3 separate regions of the Mus musculus genome follow, and all the other regions are linked to region 3. Evidence: chromatin contacts called from public HiChIP or PLAC-seq data. All regions are on one chromosome and are shown on one strand. The core of a region is the stretch at or near the end of the contact, and the rest is flanking DNA. Distances in the headings are between cores, read along the strand shown.

Region 1 (4,349 bases), core at 1,002-3,501, 530 kb before region 3:
TGAACTGTAGAGCTACGGCTCTTTCAGGCCTGATGTCCACACATTCGTCTTTAGTTCCAACTGATTCGGATGTGTCCTATCTGAATTCTAAAGCAGGGGCTGCTGCATGAGGAGTTAGCAGCGACTGTGCAGCTCATCACGACAGTCAAGTTCTGGAACTTTGAATCAGCCTCTGGTGTTCCAAAGACATGGGGCATGCCTGCATTCGTGGTGTCTTGTATATTTACGCTTGTTCTACATATTCATGAGCACGCGCGCAGCAGTTAATCACAGGAAGCACAGAAGCCGCGGTCTCAGTAGCACAGTCTGTTTTCTAGACTCATCTGGATTTGAGCATGCACAGTGAATCTGAAAGTCAAATTCTCCTTCCCAACTTTGTGAGCAGTAGGAAAGTCAGCAAATGCCCCCCTTGAAACCTTCGGTGTGAGAATATACAACTTGATTCTGATCTTAAATTTTTCCACCAGAAACCTCACACAATTATAAAACCGTGGGTACATGCAAGGAAATAAATTGAAATATTGTTGTATCTTGCCTTCTTCTTGCAGCTGTTGGGGAAGAAATTTAGGCATGCATATTCCTTTGTGGTTGTCTGCCACAGATCATTTAGGTGACCACGTGTAGATAATTAGATGCTTTACAGGAGAACAATACTGAATGTGAAATCAATTAGAAAAAAAAAAAACAAGAAAATTATTGTTCGAGAAACGCATGCTTCCTTAGAAAGCAGCACAAAAGTTTTTATTTCATAAATAAGTTAACAGTGTGGTAATACTAAGGATCCTGGAACAACTGTAAACTTTAGAACTCATTGGAAACAGACCTCTTAGGTTCGAGTGGCAAAGATTGTTTTGATTATAAGATAATGTAATACAGCCACGATCAATTTATTATCTCACTAGCTCTTTTCTCTCCAAGAATTCCTGAAATTAAAATCCGTAAGTATGTCCAGAACGTGGGGACTCATCTGTTTCTTATTCATTTACATCTTGTTTGCTGTGATGTTTCATGTGAACTATTAGAAGTTCCAGAAGGTTTTAAGCTTTGATGGGGGTGGGGGGTGATGTTAAGCTTTCTCCCCACCCCCTTTAATACAGAGAAAGTTCTAGTTTAATTTTAAATTGAAACTCAAAATCTTGGAGTGGACTTGGAGAGCTGGAACCAGTTATCCCTCAGCGCCGGACTTGGAAACATCACGATGTCTTCCCTGCCCACCTGGTTAGCATTTCAGTGGCTTCTTTTTAATGTGGGATGGATGTTTCCCCAAGTCCTTCGATTTCACTGCACAGTGGCAAGATTTCTAAAGTTAAATTTAAAAACTAAAATGAAGCATCACAGCCACGTGATAGAAAAGAAGTTCTTGGACTGATCTGGACCTAAATTAACTTTAACGCTGCAAGAGTCTAACTGCTACTCCTTCTCAGTGTTGTAATCAATGCAAACCAGATTCAGCAGCCCTAATGAGACAAATGTTTTAGAAAAAGGAGTGTGTTTCTTTTTCCAAGTTTAAGGAAAGCAGAATAACTCCCGTGCTTGGATAACCAATGGTAAGCATGCTATCAAGTAGCCGACTGATGCTGAGTCTGACTAGTTTATCCTTTATTTTTGTTTTGTGCCTCAAGCTACCAATCAATTTAAATATTCAAATTCAAAACATCTCACAGTTCTTCTTTAAATATTTTGCTACATAGATGTTTAGTGTGTGTGTGTGTATGTCTGTGTCTGTGTCTGTGTCTGTGTGTGTGTGTGTGTGTGTGTGTGTCTGTGTGTGTGTGTGTGTGTGTGTGTGTGTGTGTGTGTCTGTGTGTGTGTGTGTCTGTGTCTGTGTGTGTGTGTGTCTGTGTCTGTGTGTGTGTGTCTGTGTGTGTGTGTGTGTGTGTGTGTGTGTGTGTGTATCTGTGTGTCTATGTGTGTGTGTACCATAGTGTGCATATGGATTTAAGGGGTCAACTATGGGTTTGTAATTATACAATGTGGGTCATAGGAATTGAACTCTGTACTTTGGGTTTGGCAGCAAGCTCCTTTACTTTCTGAGCTACCTTATCAGCGCACTTGTCGAGTTTTTTAGTAGTAATTTGAATATGTCCAGTTGCCAAAATACAAGTTTGAAGAATAAACAGACAAACCAACATTAATCCTTTGGGAATGCATGAGTGCATCTGTGAGCAAATATCTGACAGACACAGGTGAAGGCAGGAAAGGGTCAATTTATTTTAGTTTCCTAGAGTCTCTAGTCTGTAAGGGCAAGGAATGCAGGCAGTAGGGATGACTCAGTCCATTGCAGTGAGAGCATGAGACAGTGGGAACTTATTCGCTATATGGCCAACCAGGAAGCAGAGAAAGGAGACTGGGACAACCAATGGGCATAATTTACACTGCTCACCCTTAGAAGTCTATGTCCACGAGCCAAGTCTCTCCCTCCCCAAGAACAGTTTTATAGTATTAGAGCTACAAACTAGACAAAGTCTTCAAAACGTGAGCCCATGGCAGGAAGTGTGGTATCTAAGCCCTGATAAACTGTGTGCCCTCAAAACTGGAATGCATTACTTTGTGTCCCGAATGCTGCTCATAGCTCCTGGTTCTTATAGAGTCTGCCTAAAGTCCATGCAGTATGGAAGCAGAGGGACCGCAGAGCAGTGATGTCAAAGCTATAGCCGAACCCAAGTCATGGAGAGAGGCAAGTTGCTTAACGGTGCTAATGACTCGGCTGGCACAAATCTGCCATGGAGGGAGGGAGGGAGGGAGGGAGGGAGCACAGATGGAGCCTTGGTGTGAATAAGCTCATACTTGAGGGTGCTTGTTCTATGTTGCATAGTCTTCTAAGGACTCCATAAGCATTAGTTCACATAACCTCTAAAGCAGCCAGAATAGTTATAATTACCCACTCCTCCGCCCTTCTTTTGCAGGCACAAAGCAGGCACAGAGAGGTTAAATTACACGGCTGAACTTGTTCCACCAGCACACTGTAAAGCTAGGACTGCAATCCTAGCCATCTGGACTAGGAGCCTGTACCTCCCTTGTCCAGTATGCACTAAGCTGCACCTTGTTGGTTTTAGGGAGATACTGAATGACAGAGGTCTGTAGTTTAGTACATAAGTAAAGTTCAGTTTTCTAAAACCTTTGGAGGCAGGGAGGTTTGCATAGAATAGGGAGACCTTCCTATGATGCTGTCCATAGTATATCCAGTTAGCACGATTTACCATCTCTCTGCTACCGATGAACAAACAACGTCTTATGTATTCTAAAAGCCTGGGAAATGCAAAGTCAGGTTTTGCTACTCAAAGAATCCCTTTTCCTCCAAAGCAACAAGAAGGTGAAGCTTTAAAGCTGGGATTCTATCAACACAGGGCTCACTGTGAGATCAGCGAATGAAATTCTCTACCAACGCAAGTACTTGAAAAAAGAAGTTACCCAAAACAACTACATCTGGAAGTTCTAGGAATTAGGGTTTTGTTTTGTTTTGTTTTGTTTTTTAAAATGTAGCTCCTATTTTAATGTAACATGAGATGACTGGTATGTAGGGGCAACTTTCATGAAGATCCAGATGTGGCTTCTTTCTTGCAGAGGAAAGGAGGGTCCACCCAGAAGTAGGTGAGGTTTTGTCTGTGCCTAGTTGCTCTCCTTATTTTTATCTGTGTGAACAGCCAGGATGAGAAGGAAGTAAGGTGTGTTTTGCATCCCCACTGGCTACCTCATCTACAGCGAGTGTGCCTAGGAATATTCTAGAATTATTTTAATCTGGCTTGGTTTTGCGTTTGGTTTATATTAAAACAAGGAAAATACATTTGAGTCCAAGAGCCCATAAGAGGCTTCTAGACAAAAAATGCATGGCCCAGTGGAGCTTATGGGTGCTATGCAGCCTAATGAGTTGGCGTATTGGAATCTTAACTATTCCCCACCCATATTTCCTGTCTGGTGTTGGCAGCTTGTGCCACCACACCCATTCCTCCTAGCAACACCTTCAAAGGGGAGTGCTGTTTCTCAGGTGGCTCACACTCGATTTCCTGAGTTAACAGGAGAGAGGAAGGGCTATCTTTCTCTAGCTTCCTTGTCTGCAAACTATCAACACAACCTTTGAGTTCCCACAATCCTCCATGCTCACAGGTTTCAAACTCCTGCCATAGAACACACACACACACACACAAACACACATACACACACATACAAACACACACACAAACACACACAAACACACACACACAAACACATACACACACACACACACACACACACACACACACACACACACACAGTTGGTAAATCAAAGAATTCACTGCTGTGCCATGGTTTTCCTTCCTCTGAAAGGAATAGAAATTGAACCCTGGAGTCATTTGGGAGAATGAGAGAAA
Region 2 (4,811 bases), core at 1,969-4,468, 690 kb before region 3:
AACCAGTGCCGTTGATAAATGATGGAGCAGAGGGGAAAGCAGTTGCTGAGACAACAGGCCCAAGCTCTGGGGGAAAAAATGCTAGCAATGACATATAAGCAATGACATATAAGATGAAAGAAGGAAGCTGGGCAAAAGTAAACCTGGATTATTTGCTATTTTAACAGCCGAAAGACAGAAAAGAAACTGTGTGCGTGACAAAGTAAAGAGTTATAAGAAAAAACATTACCTATATGGGATACTATATATGATGCACAAACCAAAGAATTGGAATTCTATTTTCGAAAAGGGAACATATAACTCATACACTCTTTTAAACATCTTTTCTTTTGACCCTATATCCCCTAGCACCGATACACATACATACATGCATATGTCTGCATACCCATGCATGTGTGTGTATACACACATATACGTACATCTAAGTATGCATATTGTGCTAGTCAGTTTTCTCTTACTTTAACAAAATCCTGACATAAATCAACTTTTAACCAAGACAAGTTTATTTCTCTCACAGTTTCAATTCAAGTTTGGGTCTGAGGATAGTGAGACCACATCAGATTGGAGAACATGGTGGAGCAAGCGTTTCACTTCATGATGTCTGTGAAGCAAAGAGCAAGGAGGAAGGGAATGGGTTAGGTGTCCAACATCCCCTTAAGTGCCTTGCCCGCATTGGCTTAAGGCCTGCCATTTGCCTGCACCACCTAAAGGCAACACCACCTCCGCTGTGGATCAAGCCTCCACACGGGCCTGTAGGTTACACTGAGTCAAACCATAGCACGCATAGATGTAGACCTTCTCCACAGGAGCTCTGTTCCTCAGCCCCGTGTTAGCCCAAAACAGCAGGCACTTATGTAAGAGGAACTCAGGCAGTACAAACTTCTTAAGGACACTCGGAACTTCTCCGTCTGTTTTGGTTTTGCTTCTGCAGTTTCCTCCCTGGCAAGCTTCGCTCTCCGTGTAAGAGAACGCCTGCTTCGGCTCCTTTTAAACATGACTCAGTGGGTGAAAGTACTTGTGCGAGCTTAGAGGCTGGAGTGTAGATCCCGAAACGCAAATTAATGTCAAATAAATTAGTGAGGATGGGTAATCGCATCATGCTTACATTGAGAAAAGAAGACAAGAAAATCCCAGGAACCTCCAGGGCTGGCAAGCCTGGTGCACGCGGAGGCATACAGCCTGGAGACATGGCTGGAATGTACCTGTGTAAACAGACACACCTTCACATAATACACACAAATAAAATGTTTAACATAGAAAGCTAAATTATCTCAAGTTAGCCCCTTAATGATGGATGGAGACTGGGCCATTCTATTGCATTCTGTGCAAAGGAACCAGAGGGAATTGACGATCAATGCTTCTAAGCAGGAACTCTAAGCACTTCCGTTTACCATTGCTCCGCGGTTCCTGGTTGGATATTGGCTTTGAATGTCTAGTTGCTGATATGAGATAAGAATCGGCCTAGGACTGAGGTCCTGCTTGCTGTTGTAGCTAATCATAACTTCTTTTGCATAATGCACCGTATTTCCTTATTTCGCTCCTCGGGTTTCTTAAGAACTATATAGCCAGAGATGGACAAGATGAACTTCATAACTGGACGATGATTCTAGCGGCTACCCCATGCATCCTTTTCTTACTTTTGAAACTGACCTATGTGCATAAAGGAAACAAAGCTGGTTTTAGTTTAGTTTAGGTTTTTCTTTGTTTCCTAAGCTTTCATTTCCATCGTGGCCCATCGGAGGTATCAAACCCTAGGTCTTCACAAGGGAGCCTGGGTTCCTCTTCGTTTATCTGAAACATCAGAAATAAAACCTGACTTGTAAGGATGTTAATCTCCCACCGGGGGCATGTTCTTCATTTAAATTGACAATTTCATTCATTTATATAATGAATTTCCCTAACTTCATATTGCTTCTTCTCCTTGCCCTTTTCCAATCCCTGTCCATCGTGTAGTGGAACCTTCTCTCCTCCTCCCCCTCTCTCTTCATCGCCCCTCTCCTATCCCCCCCCCCCCATCTAGTGCCCTCCTACTTTCATCTCTTCGTTCTGTGTGCCCTCCACTGAGTCTAATCAGTTTCTACCCTGAGCATGGCTGGTTGTTTACCAGAGCAAGGGCTGACTCACCACTGGAGAAAATGACACCTTCTCCCCAGAAACCTTTAATTACCATTGTCCCTCAGGGAAAGGTGGGGTCTATGAGGGCCCTGTCCAGTAAGTTTCTTTGTCAGTGTGATCTGGGAATTGAATCAAACTCTCTTGCCTCCTTACGAGCAAGATAAAAAGAAAGAGCTGTGAGCTGGCATTTGTTTTTGTTTTTTGTTGTCCCCCCACCCCCACCCCCACAGATCTTATAAGCTGGGTACAGTCTGGTTGTTTCTGAGACTCTCTAGTTTGACCAGTGTGTTCCTCCAGCCTCAATGCTCAGTTTAAACCCTAACTATTTTCTTCATTTCCCAATACATTGAAATACTTCTACTAAAGATGAGAGGCTAAGACCGGAGGACCATGAACTTGAGAACAGCCTGGCCTATGACGTAGTGAATTCAAGGTCAGCTATGTTACCCAGTAAATGAATGTAAGCTGGTAGGATGCAAAGCCAGATTCTTTCAAACTTGTCCTTGCTACCCTGGAAAGAAATTACCCAATGCTTTGAGTTGGAGGAGCATGCCAGCATGGTATTCTAGAGGGGGCTACAGTGGATTTGAATACCCCTTTAAAAGACAGAAAGCATGGCTAAATATATATCATGACGTCAAGAAAGGTTCCTGTCTACAACTTAGTGTTTCAGCAAGGTTTCCTGTAATGACCTATGTCAGGTCACGTGGCAGAAAAAGACACACTGGGCAAGTGACAGTGAAATATAGAGAAAAAAAAAAGCTCAAAATCACACCACGTACAAAGAAGAAGAAGAAACTCAATTCTGCTAGAGCTTTACTGAAGAGATGTGTGGGGTCTTGACCCAAGAGAAGTAGATTAAGCTTCCCCAGGCCTCTATTTGGAGATGAAGTCTTCACATAGCACAACTGCATGATAAACGTGGGTTTGTTTACAGTCCCTCTATGGTTGACACTATTCATCATTTGAACAGTGTGTGTCTAAGGATTTCCACAGTCCCTTTGAAGCTTTCTTAGCTATGATTTCATGTGTGGTGAGTCAGAGGGAACAAGCAGGATCAGGAAGTGCTGAACAATAGGACTGGGAATAACCGTTCTCACCGGTTGAAGGCAGCCGATAAGGTCACAGGGTGGGGACTCCCTCATCTTCCTACCCTCCCGAGGCAGAGAGTGGTTCTGTACTAGCCCTTCCCTTATATACAAGGGCAGCAAAGTTGGAAAGTCTGAGACACAGGGACAACCTTTGTCCTTCATTGGAGCTTCTAAATATGCACCTGTCTAAATGTGTGCAAGACATCACACACACACACACACACACACACACACACACACACACACACACACACACACACACACCACAGTCCCACAGTCCCTCTTGTTAAGTGATATTTAGACATTTTTAACCAAGTCAGCTACTAAGTTTCTTTTGTGATTTAGCATTTCCATTGGAGACACTTTGGAGATTTTCTTAGAGTCTGTAATTGATGGAAGAAACAAAAGAAAAATCATGATATCACCATCAAATACTACCCCTTTTAAACAATCCTTTGGCATTTTCTAGAATATGATATCAGATGGATTGTTCAGATAGACATTTTGTCTATGTCTTTTCTTCTGGGCTTTGTCACAGCTTGTGAATTGACAAGAAACATTTGGGTGATCAGAGAAGGCTACATATGGGTTTCTTTCAATGTCTCTGGTGGTGAACTTAGCTGGAAATAGTGTTTTGACAAACTTGGCCCTTTGGTCAGCTATAGATTGAAATAATCATATACCTGATACCAGTCTAAGGATTCCATGTTGGTGAGAATCCAACAGTGAAGGATGCACCCCAACTTAGAGCCCCCTCAAATAAGGTTGAATGTGATTTGAAAAAGTATATAAAACCAAATGCAGTATGAAATCAGCTTGATACGGTGTTTTCTGCAATAAAAATAGCAGAAAGTCAACTTTAAGAGATTCTTGCCTGACCTCAAGGACAGAAAGACAGCCAGAGATGAGAGTCTGTGACAGGAAGGGTATGAGAGTAAGCCTAGGCCCAATGTGGGAGTCAGCTCCTGGGCAGGGCCAACAGCAGATAATCAAACCACATCCTATGCTAGGGCTCGTGGGTACCACCCAGCTACGTCTGTGTGCTATTAATAACAGGCTCAGCTGCAGCCTGCCATCCATCTCGAAGGACAAGATCAGGATGGCGCAGGAAATGACTGTGGACCTGTTTACTTTCTCGTGACCTTTCCTCCTCAGTCAGCCAGCAGGTGCTGTCAGGAGAGCCGGGCCCAGAGGGGAAGAGCTCTGAACAACAGCACTTAGAGATGATTTTCTCAGTTGATAACGGTAGATCGCAACTCTACGGATGGCTGCAGAACAAGCACTTTCAAGCTTGGGAAACGATGCGAGTCACCTGTAGATCAGAACCTTTGTCCTATCTCTGTACTCGAGGACTTGTAAGCCTAAACGCGTGCCTAATCGTCCAGATTCCCGGGCTCCACTTGCGCCCACGTGACTGAGTAGAAAAAAAAATTGAGTCCGATATTTCTGTCAACAAACTTTGTAAACTCACATTTATAGAATGATTTTAGAAGGTGCTTTCTGTCTGTAGAGATGAGCAGAATAGCTAGCAAGGAGCATCTTTGGAGATTACAAGTTAAGACCATTAGGGCGGAATGGGGAATGGTTGAGTTCTGTTTACAAACT
Region 3 (4,410 bases), core at 1,833-4,332:
AACGGAAGGTTGTTCCTGCTGGGAGCCAAAGCAAGACCTTAAGTCTTGTATTCAAACCCACTTCCTGCCATGTCTGACTTTCAGCAGAAAGGTTTTGAAGATACATTCGAGACCCAGAGAAAGGTAATTCTACTTCAAATTGAACAACATGGAGAGAGTCAGACACTCATGCTGTTGTTGTGACTATTGGAGAGGCTTGCTGGGTAAAAACACAGGTTTGCTCTCGTCAGATTTGAAGAGGAAGGTGTGTTTCTACTCAGCCATGAGGAGTTGTTGCCTTCACTTACAAAGTGAGATTTTGGGGTGGGTGAAAGAATGAATGAACCAAACAGATGACTTTGGAGCCCTCAAATGTGGGTATGAAAAAAATCGCTTTGCTTTAGAAGAGCTGACAAAGAAGTTACTTTTTAGTTTTTTATTCTTTGTGAGTCTCACATCATGCACCCTAGGCCACTCATCTCCCTGTCCCCTCATATCCACCCTTGCCCTTGCAATTCCCACCCTCCCCCCCAAAAAAAACATACACCCAAACAAAATAAACGAAACGAAACATAGAAAGCATTTTGTCATGGAAGCTGTAGAGTTTCCCACAATATACCCTTCTGTCACCACATTTTCACTAGTGAACATTCATTGCAATGAGGCATTGGTGTGGTTCAAGGTCTCTGACTTCTGTGACACCAACAATATTGGCTCCTCACACGGTCTCCTCGGAGCTGGCTCACCCACATTCATGCCTCCAGAGCCAAAACCAATGTCCTGCCCAGTCAAAGACTGGGGCCCTTTCTCCAAAGGGCTGCAGCTGGTGAGAGGATGGGCCAGGTCTCCCACTCTCATAACCACTGGGGTCAGCTCTCCCAACTGCCTCAGGTAGTGAGGGGTGAGGGAGTAGAGAGACCAAGAAGTTATTCTCCTACTTACCTGACCCATTTGGGACAAGAAGTCATGAACATTGGTAACTGATGGTTTCCCAGGTCCTCCTGGCCTATGATCCATCATGACACATCTACCATACTGTCTGTATTTCTACATTAAATATTAAATTCAAGTAAACTTTCTCCGAAGTGGTCGGTATAATAAATCATTAAAAAAGAGGAGAGCAATACTGTACCAATTGTGTCATGTTAACAACTACAAATGGACTTGATGCCATAAAAAAAAAAAATACATGCATCTTGAAGATCTAGTTATTTAAAAGATCAATATGTACGCAAATATATAATTTAAAATTTTATCTTATCATTTAGTTTGTTTATTGTTGTGTAGCTCAACTATTTTATAAAAATTTATTGAAAATAAGATTATCATAATTTGTATATTAAAATTTGTATTTTATTTGTATTTTAAAAATAACCCTATTTAAAAATGGGGTATAGAGCTAAACAAAGAATTCTCAACTGAGGAATACCAAAGGGCTGAGAAGCACCTGAAAAAAAATGTTCAACATTCTTAATCATCAGGGAAATGCAAATCAAAACAACCCTGAGATTCCACCTCACACCAGTCAGAATGGCTAAGATCAAAAATTTAGTTGACAGCAGATGCTGGCGAGGATGTGGAGAAAGAGGAATAGTCCTCCACTGTTGGTGGAATTGCAAGCTGGTACAACCACTCTGGAAATCAGGCTGGTGGTTCCTCAGAAAATTGGACATAGTACTTCTGGAAGATCCAGCAATACCTCTCTGGGCATTTATCCAGAAGATGTTCCAACTTGTAATAAGGACACATGCTCCACTATGTTCATAGCAGCCTTATTTATAATAGCCAGACTGCCCCACCTGGGGATCCATCCCATAATCAGCCACCAAAACCAGACACTATTGCATATGCCAGCAAGATTTTGCTGACAGGACCCTAATATCTCTTGTGAGGCTATGCCACTGCCTGGCAAATACAGAAGTGGATGCTCACGGTCATCTATTGGATGGAACACAGGGCCCCCAATGAAGGAGCTAGAGAAAGTACCCAAGGAGCTAAAGGGGTCTGCAATCCTATAGGAGGAGGAACAATATGAACTAACCAGTACCCCCCAGAGATGTGTCTCTAGTTGCATATGTAGCAGAGGATGGCCTAGTCGGCCATCAGTGGGAGGAGAGGCCCTTGGTCTTGCAAACTTTATATGCCCCAGTACAGGGGAATGCCAGGGCCAGGAAGTGAGAGTGGGTGGGCTGGGGAGCAGGGCAGGGGAGGGTATAGGGGACTTTCAAAGAGGAAACTAGGAAAGGGGGTAGCATTTGAAATGTAAATGAAGAAAATATCTAATAAAAATTTTTTAAAAAAGAAAAAATCTAATAAAAAAATTTTTGAAAAACAAATAAATCACTCAAAAACATTGGCATTATGCCTTTGTGCAGTCAACATGGGCTTGGTAAACCTACGAACAATGTCAATGCATGATAATAAATTTGGTTATTAGAAAATATAAAGAATATAATGTGGCTATTAGATAGTTTGTCAGAAAAAAATGTATAGTGGTTTACTTTATTGATCACCCTCTTGCTTTTACTTGTGGCTGGCAGATCTGAGGTCAGTTAAATAGCTCTACATTTTTCATGGCACAAAGTATATTCTGATTAAAGCCATTAGGCCACCCGAGGCCACTCGTTATTTTCTTTCATTAAAACAGCTTCTATCGTGATGACATCTTCTAATAATGAGAAAGAAAAACTTAAAAAAAATAAATACAGTATCAGGCCCTTCCTATGAGTAATATATCAAAACTGGAAAGTCAAGGCTAAGCGCCGTCAGAGTGCGCGCTTAAGAGGAGCAGTCCACGGAGCAGGAGCACAGACTCCATCTCTAGTTCTCTCTCACATTCCCTCTGCATCACATAGAAATCTAGAGACCTCACCAAGCAGACCCGGAAGCAGTGTGTGGGTTGCCTAATTACAGCACCCTGAGATTTAGCCACTTGGTAGCCAGTTTTCTCTTTATGAAAGAGGCCTACTAATGATTTCTGTAATTATCATCATTATTAGCACCTCAAAGGTAGCCCCGCCCAGAAATGCTGGGAACTGGTGGGGTAGGACATGGGTGGAGTCGGAGTCTTCCTTTAAATACCTGTGCTCGAGGTCCAGGCTCTCTTCTCTGAGGGCAGTTCTGAAGTGTTCTGAGTACCCATTCTCTGTCTCGCACATCATAGTCTAGAACTCACCTCTATTGAACTTTTGTTCACCCATCTGGAAGATCCCAGCCAGCAACCATGGTTGACGATGAGCTGACTGCTTTGGTAGTAGATAATGGGTCAGGGATGTGCAAGGCAGGTTTTGGGGGTGACGATGCCCCCCGTGCTGTGTTCCCCTCCATGGTTGGTCGTCCACGACACCAGGGGGTCATGGTAGGCATGGGCCAGAAGGACTGTTATGTGGGAGATGAGGCCCAGAGCAAGCGAGGCATCTTGACCTTGAAGTATCCCATTGAACACGGAGTCGTCACCAACTGGGATGATATGGAGAAGATCTGGTACCACACTTTCTACAATGAGCTCCGGGTAGCACCGGATGAACATCCTATTCTTCTCACCGAGGCACCCCTTAACCCCAAAATCAACCGGGAAAAGATGACTCAGATAATGTTCGAGGCTTTCAACACACCTGCCATGTATGTAGCAATCCAAGCCGTGCTATCCCTCTATGCTTCCGGAAGGACTACAGGTATCGTGATGGATTCTGGGGATGGGGTCACTCACACTGTGCCTATCTATGAAGGTTACGCTCTGCCTCATGCCATTCTACGACTAGATCTGGCAGGTAGGGACCTGACTGATTACCTCATGAAGATTCTGACAGAACGAGGCTATAACTTCACCACCACAGCAGAGAGGGAGATCGTGCGGGATGTCAAAGAAAAGTTGTGCTACGTGGCCCTGGACTTTGAGCAGGAGATGGTCACTGCAGCCGCTTCATCCTCACTAGAGAGAAGCTATGAGCTCCCTGATGGGCAGGTGATCACCATTGGAAATGAACGCTTCCGGTGCCCAGAAGCCATTTTCCAGCCTTCCTTTCTAGGCATTGAATCCAGAGGCATCCATGAGACAACCTTCAACTCGATCATGAAGTGTGATGTAGATATTCGTAAGGATTTATTTGCCAACACTGTGCTGTCTGGAGGCAGTACCATGTACCCAGGCATTGCCGACAGGATGCAGAAGGAAATTGTAACCTTGGCACCAAGTACCATGAAAATTAAGATCATAGCTCCCCCAGAACGCAAGTATTCGGTTTGGATTGGGGGCTCCATCCTCGCCAGCCTGTCCACATTCCAGCAGATGTGGATCAGTAAGCAGGAATATGACGAAGCTGGACCTCCCATTGTTCATAGAAAATGCTTCTAGGTAAGCTACCGTGTCCCTTTTCCTGGGTCATAATGATGGTACCCCACCTCACCCAGGACACTGAAGGTAAATCATTG

The links. HiChIP or PLAC-seq counts read pairs in DNA pulled down with a chosen protein or histone mark.
Region 1: a contact with region 3 is called in a FOXA1 HiChIP or PLAC-seq map of pancreatic cancer cells. The contact joins the enhancer-like site here to the promoter of Actbl2 in region 3. A contact is called at or near these places in 5 of 39 promoter capture datasets (the 3T3-L1 cell line, embryonic stem cells, frontonasal cranial neural crest and 2 more), 1 of 484 Hi-C or Micro-C datasets (neurons) and 2 of 115 datasets of contacts at active chromatin or transcription factors (bone marrow-derived macrophages and pancreatic cancer cells).
Region 2: a FOXA1 HiChIP or PLAC-seq map of pancreatic cancer cells shows a contact between it and region 3. The contact joins the enhancer-like site here to the promoter of Actbl2 in region 3. A contact is called at or near these places in 10 of 39 promoter capture datasets (the 3T3-L1 cell line, the HPC-7 cell line, embryonic stem cells and 5 more) and 4 of 115 datasets of contacts at active chromatin or transcription factors (astrocytes, cardiomyocytes, large pre-B cells and 1 more).

The regions. Positions count from the first base shown.
Region 1 is chr13:110,722,095-110,726,443 of GRCm38.p6, forward strand. No RefSeq gene overlaps it. Among named protein-coding and RNA genes, the nearest start is that of Gm33172, 40 kb to the left of the region's middle. Within about 2 kb of position 2,252, at least 36 of the 459 cell types and tissues checked have an H3K27ac peak or open chromatin away from gene starts, as enhancers often do. A contact at or near this core is called in pancreatic cancer cells, where this site is marked.
Region 2 is chr13:110,559,888-110,564,698 of GRCm38.p6, forward strand. No RefSeq gene overlaps it. Among named protein-coding and RNA genes, the nearest start is that of Gm32990, 6.4 kb to the right of the region's middle. Within about 2 kb of position 3,219, at least 84 of the 459 cell types and tissues checked have an H3K27ac peak or open chromatin away from gene starts, as enhancers often do. A contact at or near this core is called in hematopoietic stem and progenitor cells and pancreatic cancer cells, where this site is marked.
Region 3 is chr13:111,251,931-111,256,340 of GRCm38.p6, forward strand. It overlaps Actbl2 (actin, beta-like 2), which reads left to right and starts at 3,083. Exons shown (of 1, transcript NM_175497.3): 1 at 3,083-4,410. The coding sequence starts at 3,203. The coding sequence ends at 4,333.